2 separate regions of the Triticum aestivum genome follow, and region 1 is linked to region 2. A link is a contact called in public Hi-C data. All regions are on one chromosome and are shown on one strand. Each heading gives the region's core, a stretch centred on a gene start, on an enhancer-like site or on the middle of the called end of the contact. The rest is flanking DNA. Distances are from core to core; before and after follow the strand shown. Region 1 holds the start of LOC123095943 (iron-sulfur assembly protein IscA-like 1, mitochondrial). Region 2 holds the start of LOC123095940.

Evidence for each region. Hi-C and Micro-C count contacts between places; a contact is called where the count stands out from the background.
Region 1: a Hi-C map of leaf shows a contact between it and region 2, with 2.7 times the contacts expected there. The contact joins the promoter of LOC123095943 here to the promoter of LOC123095940 in region 2. A contact is called at or near these places in 2 of 5 Hi-C or Micro-C datasets (both in leaf).

The regions. Positions count from the first base shown.
Region 1 is chr4D:30,831,393-30,838,297 of IWGSC CS RefSeq v2.1, reverse strand. LOC123095943 (iron-sulfur assembly protein IscA-like 1, mitochondrial) reads left to right here and starts at 5,649. Exons shown (of 3, transcript XM_044517513.1): 1 at 5,649-6,093. The coding sequence starts at 5,904.
Region 2 is chr4D:30,472,759-30,479,489 of IWGSC CS RefSeq v2.1, reverse strand. LOC123095940 reads right to left here and starts at 1,429. Exons shown (of 3, transcript XM_044517510.1): 1 at 1,112-1,429; 2 at 250-362. The coding sequence starts at 1,175. LOC123095938 (cyclase-associated protein 1) reads left to right here and starts at 4,152. Exons shown (of 10, transcript XM_044517507.1): 1 at 4,152-4,552; 2 at 4,876-5,047; 3 at 5,136-5,200; 4 at 6,686-6,731. The coding sequence starts at 4,280.

The DNA.
Region 1 (6,905 bases), core at 4,400-6,899, 350 kb before region 2:
TGCTTGCTCCACACTAAGAGCGAACTGCACGACATACTTCCTGTGATGGCTGGCCCAATCCTTGATCTTCCGCTGCTTTTTCCTATCCAACCTGCAAGTTAGAAACAGAATATTAGCATCATCGAAACCGTCGAGAAGCTGCTAAGTGCTCAAGGTTAATTATATCTTACGCGTGTAGCAACTTGTCCGTGTCCTCCCACTCCGGCGGGTGTGGCTGGAACAAACCAAACTGGCGGAACACCCGATGTGGCAGGTGAAGCTCAACCGCCCAGTTGCATATCAGTGGGCACCGCATATGCCAGAGATCCCTATCCCTAATGCACATCGGATTAAGCCTGAACTCTATAGGGTTACCAAAACTCTCTCCTTTTCCATACGGCTCCCATTCCACCTGCAAAATGGGATTGAATGCAAAATTGATATCGAGTGAAGATACAAGCATGATAATCACTTATGCAAGGTCGGTTCACCTGCTCAGGCGTGATCGCGTCCAGCTCGCTCTTGTACAACTTGTACATTACCGAGGGATCATCCGTCGTCTCATTTAACACATCCCACTTGTAAGCCCAAGTGGGGAGCCGTAGTGGGTCGTCTTTATCGTCCCAATCCTCGTACTTCACGGTCTTAGGTCGTCCAACCGGCAAACGCTCCCAGCTCCATATGGAAAGTGCGAGCAGACAACCACCAATACCTCCAGTGTGCCTACAACTGGCATCGTCCAACTGCACATAAAAAAGAACATGGTCAAATTTGCCGCAAGAGCGCATTGATAATGTATCAATGAAGTGAAAAGGAAACAACTTCATACCTGTCGATACAAGTAAGCTAGTGTCGCCGAACCCCAACTCCATTTGCTATCGAAGACGGTCAACGCCTTCAGCCACATCCATGGAGCATTCTTGCCTGTGCCATCAGCAAACATTGTCCTCGATATCACGTACCACATGTAGACACGAGCATATGTCTTCACCATGTCCTCATTAGCATCATCGGGGCAATGAGCGAAGTTCGATGATATCCACGTGAAAGTAGCGCCCGCTGCGACTCTTTCCTTCTTCTTATCTTCCCTTTCTGGCTCCCGAGGCTCCGGAGGAACCATACCGATAAGGGCTTGCATCTGCGCGCGCCACCCTTCAGAATCGGTGTTCATACATAAAGGATTGCCATCGATAGGAAGACCGGTGATCATAGCAATATCCTGCAGCGTCACGGTCATCTCCCCGGTCCGAAGATGGAAAGTGTGTGTCTCCGGCCTCCAATGATCAATAAGCGCGGTGAGTGCTGCAGCATTGTTGGGTGGCGTCGACCGGCGGACCAACTCAATGAAAGGGAGAAGTCCTGCCTCCCTAACATAAGGTGTGTACCGCTCATCATAGCGCATCCCTCCAAGGCTGATCCCGTGAGACCGAAGCTTCAGAGGTGCAAGCTCCTACAAACAAACAAATCATAACATTACATATGGGGCATTTGTGTTTGAAAAAACATACGAAATTCATAACACCGGCCACTTTCAGTATTACCCGCTGCTGCACCGACATAGCGTACGACCGGTGTTGTTTGTCCCAATGATCATCGAGAAGCCAAACCATCCTAACAATTTCAACAAAGCATTCTTGTCAACACGATTATCTTTTCAATTCAAAAAAACTAAAGTAGGCCTACTACATGCAAGATCCAAAGCATATGGTGCTTCCCCCTACTTGGGCCTACTTCATACAAATAACATGTCAATCTATGTATCCAAACTATAACATGTCAATCTACTTCTCCATAGAAATAACATGTCAATCTACTTCTCCATACAAATAACATGTTAATCTATGTATCCAAACTATAACATGTCAATCTACTTCTCCATACAAATAACATGTCAATCTACTTCTCCATAGAAATAACATGTCAATCTATGTATCCAAACTATATAAATAACATGTCAACCTATCTATCCAAACCACATTCTAATCTAACAAGGGTTCCCCAAATCCAATATATGCAAGATTCAAACAAAAGTTGCCCAAATCTAATACATGCAAGATTCAAACAAGGGTTCCCCAAATCTTCAAAATATAATATTTTCTATGGATAGAAAGAAGGGGATCGGAGGAGAGTACCTTCTACGATGGATTGGTGAACAAATGCACGGACCAAATCGTCGGATCGGAAGGATTTGGGAGAGGGGATTGAGAGGGGGAGTGCAGATGGCCGCCGCCCTTTTTTCTGTAACTGCCAATGGGGAGGGTGGGGGAGGAGAGGGCTGGCGCGTTTGCAGATAAGTCACAGTGCAGCGCCTAGCGGCTAGGCGCTGCACATTACACGTGTAGCGCCTATCTAGGCGCTGCACATTACAGGTGCAGCGCCTAGCTCGGAGGCGTTGCACTAATGGGTGCGGGCCCATGGGCTGCCGCGGTGGACAGAGGTGCAACGCCCCGGAGCTAGGCGCTGCACCGTAGGGTGTGGCACCGGCGTGGCGGGCGCTACACAAAAGGGTTAGGGGTGTGAAATAGTTTCGCACCCAGTTCATTCTGTGAATTTATTTCGTTTCCAGGTCAAAATTGTCAAATTTGCCACGGACAGAGTGAAGACGGAGCAACAACCTGAGGAGGAGGCACTTATTGTAGGTGGCGACAGAGCGAATGACACGGCCACCCGCAAACTCCTTTTTACCGGAGGCGGGATGTACCGGAGCCGCATCCATCCTCCACATGCTTTATGATCTGTGCATAAGTAGGGTCCATCCATATGTATAATCATGTATTGAGACAGGTGACCTTTTGTATATAGTCAAATCAATGTCAGACTAGTAGGGTCCATGCCAGGGAGCAGTGGAATGTACGCATGCATGCAGCATCTCTCCCCTCTCTCAAACAAATCCATGCATTTTATTTTTGGTTATATTTTTAGATGACCAATATTTTTACAGCTTTGTTCTATTATTTAAAATTTTCATATATTCAAATTCTTGAACATAAGATCTTTATAATGATACAAATCTTGAATATATTTAAACTAGTTTAATTTTTACTATTTCAATCATATCAAAATATTAATTTCACTCATTTCAAATTACAATTTTTGAAATGATTGAAATCAGTTATTGAAATGATTGAAACACTTTTCCGAATATAGTTTTTTTTGTGAGTTTCATATTCTAGCTTGTGAAATTGTTTCTTCAATGGAGTAACTGTGATGTGTTTTACTGAAACTAGTAAAATTTATCTTTTGTAATAAGTGTAATCAGTTTTCTGAAACAAGTGAAATATATTATTTCAATTGAGCGACTGTAGTGTGTTTTCTGAATGAGTGAAATGAGTTATTTGAAAAAAGTGAAATATATATTTTGGTGTGAAACGACTTTTTCATTGTGTGATACTGATATTTCTGCTGAGTGAAATATGTTTCAATTTTTTTTCATAAATACGAAGCGAAATTAGTTTCTCATATATATTTTGTAATGAGTGAAATCAGTTTTCTGAAACTAGTGAAATGGGTGAAATATATATTTTGTAAATGAGTGCAGTGTGTTTTCTGAAATGAGTGAAATAAGTTATTTGAATAAAAGTGAAATAAAACCAATTTTTGTTGTGAAACTAATTTTTCAGTGTTTGAAACTGATATTTTTTATGAGCGGAATATATTTCAATATATTTCTTAAATTTGCAGCGAAATTAGTATTGCAAATGAGAGTAATGTGTTTTCTGAAATGTGTGAAATCTATTTTTGAAACGAGTGAAATGATTTTTTAACTTCTATTAGCGAAACATTCAAAAACACTTTTATGAAATAGAGGATCAATCTTATGTTTTATGAAAGCGATATTAAAAATAATTAAAATATAGAAATAAGAAATTAGTGAAATAGGTTTATTTAAAATATGTGAAATTGACTATTTCAAACACGTCTAAGTTGCAGTCAAACACGTCTAAATTGAATATATTAAACTTCTATTTTACTACTATATCAAATATATCTGTGTCTTTGTGAGTTTCATATTGCAGTTTGTGAAAATGAGCGAAACACTAGAAAAAACTTCTTAAAATAGTGAAACAATTTAGTGTTTTATGAAAGTGATTTCAAAGATAATTGAAACATATAAAATAAAATATATTTCAAACATATCCAAAATTGATCTTGTTCTCTAGATCTTGTCACCACGAATTTAAATATACAAAAAGTTTCAATAATGAACATTTGGTTCAAAAGATACAAGTCATTAAAAATATGTGGATGAAAATAAAATGCATGTCATATGTATCCCGTGAGTGAATGCATGCATGCATGCACCATTGTCTCTACTCTAACTCTCTCTCTCTCTTCTGTAAAAGCTGACAATATCTGACACTAGTACATGTATTGCTATGTGTAGTCTGATATCTGAAAATAGAGTATAAAACCTGCACGGATCTTGATGAAAATGACGGAGGGTGGATTGCCCACCGGTACATCCCGACACCGGTAAAATTACTTATTCGCACGACCACCCTCCTCCTTTGGTGACAATCGCACCCTCAGGCAACAAGGTATTGAGCTCCCAAAACCTGTCAAACGTTTGCCCAGAGGAAGGAGCGGTGCAATGCATCCATCGCTTTACCGACAGATGGATGAAGCTCCACCACCTTCATCAATGCACTAGAAGGGCATCAAGGACCGCGTTGATTAGCATAATTCTACCGCCAACCAGGGAGGTATATGTCTGCCCTGGCATGGGGGCTTGACTGCTTTCTTCTCACACAACAGAGGGGGGGAGGTACTACCTCCGTTTCAGTTTACAAGTCCTGCGCGTATACCTAGGTTGTCAATTTTAGCACCCTAACATAAATTATATAACACAATAACTATACCGTTTGAAAATAGAACATCTCAAGTTTATATTGGTATTTTTTTTTAATATATGACTTGTATTAGGTTGGTCAAATTGATGATCTAGGGATACGCGCACGCCCTGTAAACTGTGAGAGAGGTGTAGTATGTTTGGAGGATGCCTTTAATGTTAACCCGAGGATCTGACCAACTTCGTCGAGCACACCATTATGGCATGCATGAGGATCAGAGTTACTCCCTTCCAATACGAGAGTGTTGCATGCACAATCTGTTCATGCACGATCCGTGCACGACATGATTAGAAGCCACACGGATTTTAAAAACGAGGCAATCCAAAGTGACTTCTCCTGTGTGAATGCATCGTGTGCATAGCAGTGCTCTTCCAATAAGGTGTGCATGTATGTTAATGTTTAACTTTGATCATCATTTAGACTAGTAATACATGAATTATGTGACTTCAAAATTATACCATAAAAAGCTTTCTTCAAATACGAGTTCGATGGTATGACTTTTGTCTCACATAACCCACGTTTTGTTTGTTAAACCGGTGGTCAAACACGATTTCAAATTGTATGTGTGTCTTATTCACCAAAAAAAAAAGGGAGTGATATTTAAGCCGGTGGCGAAGGCAAACTTGTCGAGGAGCTTGAGACACCGAGCCAGGTAAATCGGCACGCACAACGGTGAGCGTGTCAAAGTTTGATTTTCCTATGAATTTCTGGCACGAAAGAAATTGTTGAAGAAAAACCTATAAAGTGGCAGGCAGCTAAAAAAACTACCAAATCCAAAGTTGATGGGCCGAATGGGTCTGGCCCAGAGGAACCAATAACCTGAGCAGTTTCCAGACGCCTCCGTCCACCCCAAATTCGTCCGTCCATTCGTCGAAAGGGGATTACGGCCCCACGCCAGCGCGCCCCGGCACCGCCGATCCAGCCGCGCCGCTGCTGCCGGCGCCCTCGATCGGAGACCTTGGAAGGAGAGCACCCGCGCCAGGAGGGAGAAGATCCAGGGCGCCCCGGCGTAATCTTGCCGCGCAAGGCCCTTCCTGCCAAGACGAATCGCGCCTGCCGCCGCGCCGGCGAACCATGTCGTCGTCCGCGCTGAGGGCCGCGGGGCAGAGGGCGGGGGCGGCCGCCCGGAAGCAGGCGCTCACCCTGACGGAGGCCGCGGCGGCCAGGGTGCGCCACCTCCTCGACCTCAGGCAGCGGCCCTACCTGCGCCTTGGCGTCAAGGCGCGCGGCTGCAATGGGCTGTCCTACACGCTGAATTATGCCGGTATGCTAGCTTCGCGTTTCCAGCGTATTTGTTTCATGTTGAAATTCCCTTGTTGCTGGTGGTTCGGTGTTTTAGAGGGATGAAGCTGTCGTGCCCTGCATCTTGCAAAATTTTGTTTAGATGACCCTGCGATGTTACAGCGATATACACAGCAAACCTAATGAAATCAACTGGCCTGATAATTTAATTCTCGCATGCCATATCGCTGTACAAGTTTCAGAGGGGGGAAGTGAACATATTCATAGGTTCAACTGGTATATATTGCATGTTGTATTGCCCGGTGTTGCTGTTCCAATGCGTGAGTTTCAAGTTAATTAGTTCAGCATTTCAGAGGTATGAAGCTACCATGCTTTGCATCTTGCAAAATATTATGCAGAAACTCTTCAATGTTACAGCAATATACGCGCCAAACCTAGTGAATTAAATGGCCACATAATCTGTCTAAACCTAGTGAATTAATGGCCACATAATCTGGCCAAACCTAGTGAATTAAATGGCCAGATAATCTCACCAAGCTTAGTGAATTAATTTGTCAGGTAATCAATCTGTCCATGTCCCTGGTATACCATTTCTTTGAGATTGTTGTATAAGTAGAAGAGGAGGGGAAGTGAACATACGCATTCATAAGTTACAACGTGAAATCGCTGTTATATTGCTTGGCCCTGCCCCCATCCTCCAACATCTAATATGCAGGGTTTCATGCTGTATATTTTGTTTGCTTAAATGTTTGTTATGTTAGAGCGAGGCCATGATGTTTAGTAGTCTGAACATTCGTGCGATATGTAGGCTGTGCTGTTCAACTCCTATCATGT
Region 2 (6,731 bases), core at 180-2,679:
AAAGTGAGATCTGACAAGTGACAAGAAAAAAGCTTTTAGCAGTCATGATCAAAGCGTAAAGAGTGCCAGTTGCTAATGGAACAAAATATGCATCACTAATATAACCTTCAACAACACTACAGACACACAAGCAATGTTCCGATTGACAAGTAAAAAATGAACAGAATTGCAGTACTAACTACTAAAGTGATATAGAGAGCCAGAAGAAGGACTAAATCTGGAAATGTTGGAGAACAACAGGATACAGACCTCCTCCCACTTTCTCTGGAGTTCGAGAAGCTCTTTACAACATGCTACACACTCAGCGTGGTAAGCAGCGGCTAGGTCTTTAATCAAGGCCTTCCTTTTGATGATGCCAATCACTTGAAATCATTGATAAAATTATGTGTCAGAATGCGGTAAAAGTGTTAACAGACCTTGCCATACTTTCAAATAGCAACACTTGGCATATGAGAAGGAATAGCTAGATCTTCCAAACAGTTCCTAATAGAACAGACGGAGTATTCGGTTTGAGCACATCCTAAAGATGGTGTCCTAAACAGAATGCCACAGTACTGTAACATAGTGCAGCAAAATTATTTAACAAGCTTCTGAACTTAACGTTGGTACCAAAACAGCGTCTGGTGAATGTACATCCTGAAAAATTATGCAGATGCATTGTGCACTAATTAAATATGTGAAGCTTCGCAACGACGACTGAGATAGCACATGGAAGCTTGTGCTAATCAAATCGCTTGCGTGGGAAAAACAAACGGTTCAGCATGAGTTCCTAATGGCGGTCATGGATTCCATCCAAAGGCATCAGTATCCATTCATCGCGTGCGTGTTCTCAATTACTACTGCAGGTGGACAGGGCCATATGAGCTACATACATGTCGATAAGAACTATATTCCCACCCTCCCCTCCTGCCAATTCGTAGTTGTGAATTTCCCACCAATCAAATAGATTGTGCGCAGTAACCGATAAACAAATACTCCTAGCTACTAATAACCAATACAATAGCCAAGCTTCCCTAGACAGGGCTCAAACCAACCCAACCCAACCCAGATCGAGCACGAACAAAGCAGCACATCATAATTGGCAGTTTGAGACGAGAAGAGAGGCCCTTACTCCGGCTGGGATCGAACTGCTGCTGCTCGTCGGAGGGCTTGTCGCCGTTGGCCGCCGGCTCCATGCGGACAGGATTGGAGTCCCGCGGGGTTAGGTTAGGGTTCTGGCCGACTAGATCCAGCCAGCCAGCTAGCCAGGAGCGCGAGCGCTTGGACCAACCGAACGGGGAAAGGGAAAGGCTAACGAGTCGGAGTGCGGGAGAGTTCGCGGGCTCGCTATTTATCTCCTCTCGTATACGGAGATCGCCGGCGGGCGGCGAGGAGCTCACCGCACCGGAGTCGGGAGTGACCGGAAGACGCACGAAGTAGAGACGGCTCGAGCTATCTGGGCTGTCTTGCTACTACGGCCGGATGTGCACGAATGGGCCGCGTGGGGCCCAGGCCCAACTGAGAGAGTGCGCATATTGCCGGAAGCCACACACGCATTCGCATTTCTAAAAAAACAAAAACGCTCGAACTATGTCCCGCTTCATGCGAGATCGGAGCAGCTCTCGCGCAAAGCGTTTCCCTCTTCCAGTTGTTTCAGTGCCGGGCCATTTTCATTTTTTTTCTTCGCCGCTAACTTCTCGTCGCTCGATCGCATGTTTGGTTGTTGGTTCTACTCCGTTTTCTTTTCTTTTTTTCTTTTTCTTTCTGTTTTTTATCAGCTTTCTTTGTTTCTTCACAGTTTTCTCTGGTATTTTGGTTTTAATTTGTTTTTCACCGTTTTATTCATTTTAGGCCAGTTTTTCTAGTTTTTTCTTTTCTTTCCTTTTGATTCAGTATTCTTTTTTTCTTCATTTTTATTGGTTTTTTCTTTTCTTTTTTCTGTTCTTGACTTAGTTTCATCAGTTTTCTTTGTTTTTCTTCGGGTTGCCTTGGTTTCTTATGGGTTTTCACGCTTTTCTTCAGGTTTTTCGTTTTTCTTTGTTATGGAGGTGTTTTTTTTTTCATCTTCCGCTCCTTCGGTTACAACGCTTTTCTATGTTTTTCTATTTTCTTCAATACATGTCTACATTTTTCATACACTTTAAGTATACATCAGGAAACATTTTTTTAAACATGTTTAATATTTTCTAAATGCATGACGAACATTTAAAAAATATGTTTGATGGCAACTTTTTTCATACATATTGTATAATTTAGGTATAGATCAAGCAATTTTCTTAATACATATTTTTAAAAAATATATGGTTAACATTTTTTATGCACTATCAACTTTTAAAAAAAATTATGCTTTTACATTCATGAAATTTAATACATATTCTACATTTTTTGTATACATAAGTAATAACTTTTTGTACACCCTTAACATCTTTGAGATGATTACCATTTTTTAATATTTATCTTCGATCACTAGTTTTGTATACACATTATATATTTTTCGTATACATTAGGAACATTTTTTATACATGTTTAACATATTTAAATATAAGATTAAAAAACTATACACTGTCAACGTTTTTAAAAATTTGTGCTTTTACATTCACTTTTTCATACACGTTCTACATTTTTGGTACACATCATGAACATTTTTTAATACATTTTTAACATACAGAAGTACATTATATGTTTTAGGTACCAAAAGGGACATGAGACTCCATGATCGTAAAAAGATTTCATAACCAAAATACATAATTGGGACATGCATTTTAAATTATTGGAATCACTGTGGTAAAATTGTTACTACAAATAGGAGTATATGAGCAATTAGATAGATGAACAAATCTGTATGAGTGGTGTGGAAATTCCTTCACATCTTCAAAAATAAAACATCTTGGTATCTTTAAAAAAATTAAATTACTCACACCTAATTGAGCACACGGATAAAATCAATAATTAGTTACCCAATTGTGTTGTTGTTGCACAGTTCATAAAAAAACTAACTACCATGAACCATGATCAGCATCCATAACCTTGGTCTTCATCTGGATCTCTAAGATCTACACCATCTGAACACCATTAAACCGCATAAGCGGAACAATTAACAGTGTGGATTGGCCGGCAACACTCACCTCTACAGAGGACACGCAACACCGGTCCACCGCCGAGCTCTGGAGCGCAGCGCTTCCCTTGCGGTCCAATCCTCGTTCTTTGAGCAAGCGGCGTTGGTTCATCTACTCCGACTTGCGCGGAAGGCGAAAAGATGGCGCGCGCCGTGTGGACGATGCATGCGTGCGTTCCTTGATCCCGACGAGTCGATGCGTGCGTTATGGCGATGTAACACTAGCTGCTGCTGCTACTTAGGCGGTTGGGCCATACCCAATGGCCTCTCTTCCTTTCTTTTCCCATGGCTACATGGGGCCTACTTCAAGATACCTAATGTACAGAATTGCATACGTGGGGGCTCCTTCCACCTTGGGGGCCCGGGGCGGCCGCCCCCAGCCCCCCTCAGGCCCGTGCCGGTCTCTATTATTGCCGTGTGGACGTCTCTTGCAATCTTGTCTGTTGGCGCCAAAAAGTTATAACTAGCTGGTAGCGTAGAAATATGTTTGCTGATTTTCATGCCGTTGCTAATGAATGTACTGACTATATATCGTTCCATGAAAAATTATAAATCTACGCGGGAACCAACATGCATGACTAGTTTGACAATCACTCTTAACTATACACACCGAATACAACATACATATAATAGACTTTTTAAACAAAAAGATGATAATATGTAGCGTCACTCTCGTTGCTAGACTTTAGTGATGGCCTTTAACTTTCGGCGACAACTCACCGACTTAATAAAAAAGGCTACAAAAGTTCACATTTGCAAGCGTAACGCAACAACGACTCCTTAGTGCCGACCTTTACCAGGTTGATTTTATTTCCTGATTGATTAGGTCATGCTAATCTTCCTTTCAAGAAACTACCCGTAGATCACAATACCATATAGGAGTATAAACTAAAAACATACTATGGTACTTTCATCTTGTTTTGCGAATTACGGTGCATGATCGAGTATGTGGTACTGTAATTTCAGGGAATTATCCATCGCCGCAGCATCTCACAATCTCATGTAGGCATTTCCTGTCGCCACAGAAAAAAAGGAAAGCCGCTCGCGAAGCCGCAGAGTCCATCAAAACCGCAACCAGCCGGAGAAGCGGCGCCACAGAGACGCACTCGCTCGCACGCACACCGTCGCACGGACACGCACCACCGACCGACCCCGGCGGCCCGATTCGCTCTCCCTCGCCTCGCCATGGAGAAGGCGCTCGTCGAGCGGCTCGAGGCCGCGGTGGCGCGCCTCGAGGCCGTCGCCGCGTCCGGGGCCTCGGCAGCGCGCGACTTCGGGGGCGCCTCCGCGTCGTCGGATCCGGCGATCCTGGCCTACGACGACTTCCTCGCCGAGGCCTTCGGCCGCCTCAACGCCGCGGCCGAGAAGATCGGCGGGACGGTGCTCGAGGCCACCAGCGTCCTCGCTGAGGCCTTCGCCGTCGCCAAGGACCTCCTCATCCTGGCCAAGCAGTACCCGGTACGGCGCGCGCTTCTCTCCCCGCCTCGATCTGCTGTTTATGTCTGCGCTCGCCCCTCAGATCTCCGGGGTGTCCCCTTCGGTTTTGGGGCGCCGGGGCGTCGGCTGCGCGGAAATGGCTGATCGACCCGAGATTTTGATCCTAGGTTTAGGTTAGGAGATATAGGGTTTCGTTGATCGAGATGTCTGGGGCTGATGTCACTGTTGTAATGGCATCCAGTATTGGACGCTGCGGCATAGTACAATGTTACCGTGCTTGATGGATCTGGAAAATCGTAACTGCAATTCTTACATCACTGAACTTTTGCTCCCCTGTTCTGCAGAAACCTGCATCAATGGCCAATGCGCAGGATTTCCTCAAGCCTCTAAACGATACTATTGCGAAAGCAACCGCTATGACGGAAGGAAGGAGGCCCGACTATTTCAATCATATGAAGAGTGTTGCTGACAGTCTCCATGCCCTGGCTTGGGTTGCATTCTTAGGGAAAGGCTGCGGTTAGTGAAATTGCATCGTTGGCTTTGAGTCCGGTCGAGGTTATACAGGTTTCGCGCCTGATTAGCTTTTATTCTTCCACCTTGCAAGGCATGAGTTTCCCAACAGCACATGTTGAAGAAAGCTGGCAGATGGCCGAGTTCTATAATAACAAGGTATGTATGTCTTTTATCATTCCATTTTTGACAGGCCTGGCGTAGTGGTGAAGTACTCCCCACGTGTGCCAAGAGGTCCTGGGTTCGACGCGGCCTCTCTGCATTGCGTTGTGCAGGGGTAAGGCTTGCCTCGTATAATCCTTCCCCAGACCCCACCTGGCGTGGGAGCTTCTAGCACTGGGTCTGTCCTTGCTCCACAATACCTGTGGCATTTATACCTACTGCCGTGGTTAAATTTATGAATAGCAAAAAAGCCTGATAAGAATTGCTTCGGTGCTGTTTCTTTTTTGGAAAGGTCCACTATAGATTAGTGAGATGCATCTGTAACACTTACGACTATCATCCTTTTTTATTCAAGCAAAACAACCCATTTATCGTTTCTGGTTGTCACTACTAGATTATTCTCTAATTAAAATTTATTTTTACCATGTACTCCCTCCGTTCCTAAATATAAGTCTTTTTAGAGATTCCAATGCGGACTATATACGGAGCAAAATGAGTGAATCTACACTCTAAAGTATGTCTATATACATCCGTATGCTATATACTCCCTCCGTCCCAAAATTCTGGTCTTAGATTTGTGTAAATACGGATGTATCAAGTCACATTTTAGTATTAGATACATCTGTATCTAGACAAATATAAGACAAGAATTTTGGGACGGAGGGAGTACATCCGTATGTAGTCCTTATTGAAATATTTAAAGAGACTTATATTTAGGAACGGAGGGAGTAATAGGTGTATTTTATAAAACAAAAGCATTAGGAGACAACCTTCTTTTTAAAGTTCTATTCATCCTGAAGAAATTGAACCCTATAAGCATCTAAAACAGTACATGCTACCTTGTATTTTTGGTTACCAAATCAGGATTTTGTTGGGGTGGATGAGAAAGAGTGAAATGAGAGAATGAACTTGTATCTTGCACAAGATAAAAGCTAAAGGACACACCAATTTTTTTAGATGCAGCACAAGATGCATTGGAGAGCTGAGCTCACAAACCCGGTAAAAGGGGAATGGGGGATGTGCTGTGTGCACGAGTGACTGAGGAAGAGTGCCGAGGAAGGGACAAGATCGACCTGTCAACATAATTCTGGAAGGGGACTCTCGGGATTATGAAGTTTTCGGCAACTTATTTATTAGGTTCACATGAGTCAATAGGAATACTCTTAAAAGGCCTAGAGTAGCATAAAGTTAATATTTATGTCTTTTTCCGAAACCTTTGATGAATATTACATATTTGTCAACCCACACATGCTAATTCATAGTAATTGACCATTTTGGGTGAAACATTTACTTATGCTTCGCCTGAATTGTCTTGTGATTTTGATTAATTTTTGTAAGATGTCCTCTCGCAAAGAGTGATTTAGTTAGTGCATCACATTACAATGGTATTAGTGATCCAGCTGAAAATTTTCATTCTACTACGAAACCACATGTGTATTCGTTGTTTTGGTTCATGATGCATATACACCGTTTTTCTCTTAGGTTCTTGTTGAGTACAAGAACAAAGACGCTGACCACGTTGAGTGGG